2 separate regions of the Mus musculus genome follow, and region 2 is linked to region 1. Evidence: chromatin contacts called from public promoter capture Hi-C data. All regions are on one chromosome and are shown on one strand. The core of a region is the stretch at or near the end of the contact, and the rest is flanking DNA. Distances in the headings are between cores, read along the strand shown.

The links. Promoter capture Hi-C pulls out the DNA fragments that hold promoters and counts their contacts.
Region 2: a promoter capture Hi-C map of stem cell-derived epiblast-like cells shows a contact between it and region 1, with 2.8 times the contacts expected there. The contact joins the promoter of Cd7 here to the promoter of Fscn2 in region 1. A contact is called at or near these places in 2 of 39 promoter capture datasets (pre-B cells and stem cell-derived epiblast-like cells) and 1 of 115 datasets of contacts at active chromatin or transcription factors (memory CD8 T cells).

What each region holds. Positions count from the first base shown.
Region 1 is chr11:120,360,092-120,362,794 of GRCm38.p6, reverse strand. It overlaps Fscn2 (fascin actin-bundling protein 2), which reads right to left and starts at 1,261. Exons shown (of 5, transcript NM_172802.4): 1 at 261-1,261. The coding sequence starts at 1,086.
Region 2 is chr11:121,038,150-121,040,849 of GRCm38.p6, reverse strand. It overlaps Cd7 (CD7 antigen), which reads left to right and starts at 1,372. Exons shown (of 4, transcript NM_009854.2): 1 at 1,372-1,557; 2 at 2,500-2,700. The coding sequence starts at 1,485. All of the region lies in intron 1 of Gm11775 (a long non-coding RNA gene), which reads right to left.

The DNA of each region.
Region 1 (2,703 bases), core at 12-2,511:
ACCCTCCTATTGCCCCCAGATTCTGCCTCGCTACGCTGCTACACCTCTCCAATCTTCGAGGCAGCTGCAGTCTAGCAGGCACCACATTTGGCTGATACTCTCCAGATGTCTGGAGAGTGACGAGGACTCCTGAAGCCAGCAGCCCCACTTACACTGTGTGTAGAGACACCCATCTCCAGTAAATAGCGCCCTCCACCCCAGCATGTGGCAGGTCTCTGCATACGTGCACACACTACACAATATCAGCTGCCCTACCCTACCTTGCCTCACAGAGATGTAGCGCCGGTTGGCAGCTACCAGCACCACCTGTGGGTGACTTTGCTCCAGGTCGAAGAGTTCATCCTTGCTGGGCCTCGTGTTGCGACCAGCCTTGAGTGTGCCAGCAGGCCCCACAGGTGCCAGGTACCGGCCGTCACAGTCCTTGAAGGCCAGCTTGCCTGCCTTGAACTCCAGCGTGTAGCAGGCATGGGCTTCAGGTTCCCAGACAAGGCGGCCATCGCTGCGAAGGTAGCGGCTGTCATAAGACTTGAGGCAGTACCGCCTGCTCTGGAAAATGAGGGTGACTAGTGCGTCCACACCCCATGGCATGTCACCGTCTGCTGCCATCTCATCTTCCTGAAGGCACAGGTGCACGTAGCGCCGACGGCTCACACTCAGCAAATGAGCCTGTGGGTGGATGGCCAGGTGCACAGTCCACAGCTCTGCCGGGGAAATGGCCGTGGCAAAGCAGGACAGTCGGTCCTCAATGCCACCGAAGAAGCGGCCGTGTGGCTCTGACTGCAGCACCCAGCGCCCATCAGGCTGCGGCAAGACCAGGAAGCGGCAGTCACGGCCCGGCTGATCCATCTCACAGGCCACACGTCCATCTTCTTCTGCTGACAGGTAGCGGCCTAGGTGACTGCTTCGGAACAGCACGGCAGTGCCCTGCCCCGGGTCAGGCTCCAGGACCCAGATCTGCTTCCTCTTGAGGCTGGCTGCGGAGGCGTTGACCTTGAAGCCAAAGCTCTCTGCAGTCAGGTAGCGGTCGGCATCGTTAACAAGGCCAAACTGGATCTTCAGCACCTGGTGCAGACCGTTGGTTGGCATCTTTGAGGCTAGCCACGTTGCTTCAGGGGCCTGGGAAGGAACTCTCTCTAAGTGTTCTGTTCAGGGGGCCTGTAGCCCCCCCTGAGGCCCAGATCTGTTTATCTGACCCTTGGCTCCCAAGCCTAGCCAGCGACATGGACGCTACCTGCTCCAATGCTGCCTCCCTCTGTCTTGTGGCCTCGGCCACCCAGGCAGATCTTACATGGCCAGCGGGCAGCCGAGGGCGGGTGAGAGGGGCGGATCAGAAGTGCACCGGCTTAGAAGCAGTAGCCAACTTGCCTTAGCCCCAGCTTGGATTTCAGTGGCTCCTGGATGCACCAAGTCCAGAGTCAATGTCCAGCAGGACAAAAGCGAGGCTGACCACCTCCTTGTCCTCACCCATGGCTGCCTGGGTCCTATGCCCTATAAACTGTAGATTCCACGGTTCTTAGTCTCTCTTCTTACTGCCAATTGCTTCAGGGCTTCCCAGTCCCCACCTGAGACCCTGCTTCCAGCCCAGCTCTTTTCCAAGGTAGAAAAGGCAGCCCAGTGGAAAACTCACAGCAGACTGGCAACCTGATCGCAGCCCTCCACCCTCAGTGGCCCGCCAGATCCTCTTCAGGATCCAGTTACTGCATCTCTGATTCCTGCTGCCAGGAGCAATACGGCCCCCTGTAGCATGCAGCAGCAGCCTGTCCTATCCCCCTGGCCACACAGTTCCTATCCTTGTGTGTGGCCCTGAGCTTGACACTGTCCTGTGTCTGCCCCTGAGTCATGGGCTGGGGAGGCGGCAGGGAGGACCTAAGTGGCACACATAAGCTGGGACACCTTGACCCTCAGCAGGGATGACAATGCTGAGACAGATACCCTGGTGTGCCTCGTCCACTTGGTTTGGAAAGAGCAGCCTCATATGGTATGCTAGGCAACCATGTGATGCTCACATCCAGGACTACATGTGCAGGGACACACCTGTGTAGCAGGGTATGCCAGGGATCCTATGTTCCCTGCTGACTCTCGCTCAGGGCATGATGCTCTTCCCTTCTGTGCAGGGAGCTCAGGGTGGTCTAGCTTCAACTGCCTTTGACGGAATTGGAGACCTGATTACTGCTGCCCAGATCACAGGGTTATGGGCTTGGCCTGTGGCTTTTACAGACTTGAATATAGGGGGGCTGTGTGGGGCACAGTCTTCCCCGTGCTTCTAAAAGCACTCCCATAAAATCCAAGAGGGAGCTGGGTGGTGCAGCTTAGGAGATGCTGGAAGCTGGCCGCACCTGACCCCTGACCTCTTATCCCTGGGACCACTGGCTGTACCCTGTCCATCCTGAGTCTGACAGGCATCGTAGGGAGCGTCAGTAGTCCTGCTCAGTTCTTACCCTGCACCTGCCTCAGGGGACCAGAGCCAAGCAGGAAACCAGAGCTGTCCATCCTGGGCCTGAGCCAGAACTGGCGTCTTCTTCCTCATAACTGTGTGACCACGCGGGAGGGCCTTCCTGAGGGACAGTAACAGGAGGATGTGGAATGCTTCCAGCTGTGACCCCAGTCATCCTTTCCTCATTCCGCGCCTGTCAGCCCTCAAGTGGCCATGGCCAAACCGACACAGAGGTCTATATTAAGGGAGGATGCAGAGGGTGAGGTAGG
Region 2 (2,700 bases), core at 123-2,622, 680 kb before region 1:
GCCTGGTGAGCTGGAGAGATGGCCCAGTGGAGAAGACCCTGCCTGATGACAGTGGCCTCCAGAGTCACAACCACAGTGCATCTGATGCTACCGCCCAGCACCCAGATGCACAGAGTCTGTGCCTCTTCAATCAAAATAAATGCACTGGGGTTTGGGTCATCACCTCCTCCTGGAGCCCTGGAGCCCTTAGGCACAGCCCATAGGGCCCTGTGTGTCTATGATCTCTGAAACTTGAGGCATGGTGCCCCAAACAGTCAAAAGTGTCGATGCACGAAGACCACATCAAGGTCAGCCCTGCAGAGGTGGCAGCACTCCAGTCCATGTGCCCCTGGTGTGGCCACGGGCATCCTAGGAAGGAGACTAGGTCTAGGTCTTTGACTGTTCTTACTTCCCTGTAAAGTCTGTCTTTCCATGAACTTCTCCCCTGGGGGCTAGGTGCTGATTTCTTTACTGCCCACCTGACCCAGCTCCCCTCGTATTTCTCTCCAATATTCTCAGGCTGCACAGTTCCATACCTGCTGTCCCTGTGTTACCACAGGTGACCTGTCCCTCCCCAACCCTTTGTTCCTAAAATCTTCCAACTTTGACCTTCCTTTACCTGAGTCCCTCTCCCATGTGCCCTCAAGTACCCCGCATGGCACCCCTGTCTACACCATAGCATTCCAAACCCACCTACAGGGGGAGCATCTTCCCCCTTAGAGTAGGACCCCGGAGGAACTGCTTTGAGTCCCTATGTGACACTGTACACACACACACACACAAACTCACCCCTCAGTGTGACACACTGGCTCTGGTACCAGCAATAAAACTCATGGTTGACAAGAGTCCTAGCTCTCCCCCAACCTGGGAACCAGACACAGGGCCCTCGGTTTTGTCCCAGAAGGCAGATTGCTATTGAAGGGGCTCCTAGCCGCCCTTTGGCCTAGCAGATCTGGCTCAATCATGCTTCTAAGGAAGGATCACCCAGGCCGCCAAGGCAACCACAGCCAAGGCTACTGGGTATGCTGTGTCAGGCTGAAACCCCAGTGTGTCCAGACAACAGGTGAGACCACAGACCTGAACACATCCCAGCAGAAAATGACACAAAAGACCAGAGGAAACTTCAACTCCCTCCCGGCCTCTAAACCTTTAAGTCCCTCTAATTTTTCTTCCAGGTTACAGGACTAGTTCTTATTTCTTCTTCCTCTTGACGTCTCCTGTGGAGACTCTTGGTTAAAGATGATAAAGATGTGGGCCAGCCAACCAGCCAGGGAGGACAGTTGGGGTCAGGTGGCTTCCTCCACCTGGCTTGTTGTGTTCCCTGCCCACCAAGCTCCACCTTCATCTTCAGGAAGCCCTCCCTCGGAGCTTCACCACCAATCGCATTGAACTGCCACACCCCTGTTTCTTCCTCTCAGGGTTTTTGGTGTGAACTTTCACAGTGCTCAGTAATGTGTTGTAGCCAGAGTGGCTGATTTGGCTCAGATCACCTGGATTTGGGCGTCATGACTCAGCAGGCAGTGCTGGCTTTGCTGCTTACACTGGCCGGAATCCTGCCTGGCCCCCTGGATGCCCAAGGTAAGCATCCCTGTAGCAGGGCTCCCAGAGAGCATCTCACACACCCACCTGGGGAAGGGTTGGCCCTGACTTGACTTCCCCAAGTCTTAGTCTTAGACCTGGAATAGTCCCAGCTCCGTGGAAAAGCAGAGACTTGAAAGCTTTAGTTTACAGGACTAACATCTACCCTTGGTGCTTGTGAGAACTGTGTTCTTCAGTTCCCTTTCAGAGCAGCTGTCTGTGGGAAGTCTTGTGGTAAGGTGTAAAAGATCTACAATAAGATTATGGGAGGCTCAGGCTCCCAGGCACAATTCTTGTGCAAAACCAGCATAGTGTTCATTCTGTGAGATGCTGAGGTTTGTACTCAGTCTTGCCTACAGGAAAGTGGGTGGTGTGGGTGCCAGGCACGGCAAACGGGGCTGGAATCTGAAAGAGTGAGTATCCCATGAACAAGTCAACATGTGCCCCTTGCGCAGAGCCACAGGCTCTGGATGCCTAGAAATGATGGGGGGAAGGAGGGTGATGAAGAAACCAGCATCGGAAAGAGTAGGCAAAGAGGAGATAGGACTATGGCTGTCTGGGAGTGACTGACTCACTTAAAAGAGAAAGAAAGAGTACAGCCAGGGTGGGGAGTAGTCAAAAGGGAAGTCCTTGTGTTGAGATGCAACAAAGTTGCCAAGTTCCTATAGCATTTCTGCAGAGAGGGGTGTGATGGAGGAGGCATCTCACAGGAATACAAAATGGGAGAAAGAAACCTGGAGGTGTAGAGAGTGCAGCCCCTGTGCACAGCAAAATGAGACAGCATGTGTGAGCATGCGGGTGCGGGTGCTGTGAGAGATGCTCAAGAGTGTGCAAGGACATACATGAATGTAGGATCTGTGGAGCCTCTGAGATACGTGTTAGCGTGTTTGAGTCACCGTGTGCTGTGCGCCAGCTTGGTGCTAACTGGCTGGTTCTTCACAGACGTACACCAGTCCCCCCGACTCACGATTGCCTCTGAGGGGGATTCTGTCAACATCACCTGCTCTACAAGAGGGCACCTGGAAGGGATCTTAATGAAGAAGATCTGGCCTCAGGCTTACAATGTGATTTACTTTGAAGACCGGCAGGAGCCCACAGTAGACAGGACCTTCTCAGGCCGAATTAATTTCTCTGGTTCCCAGA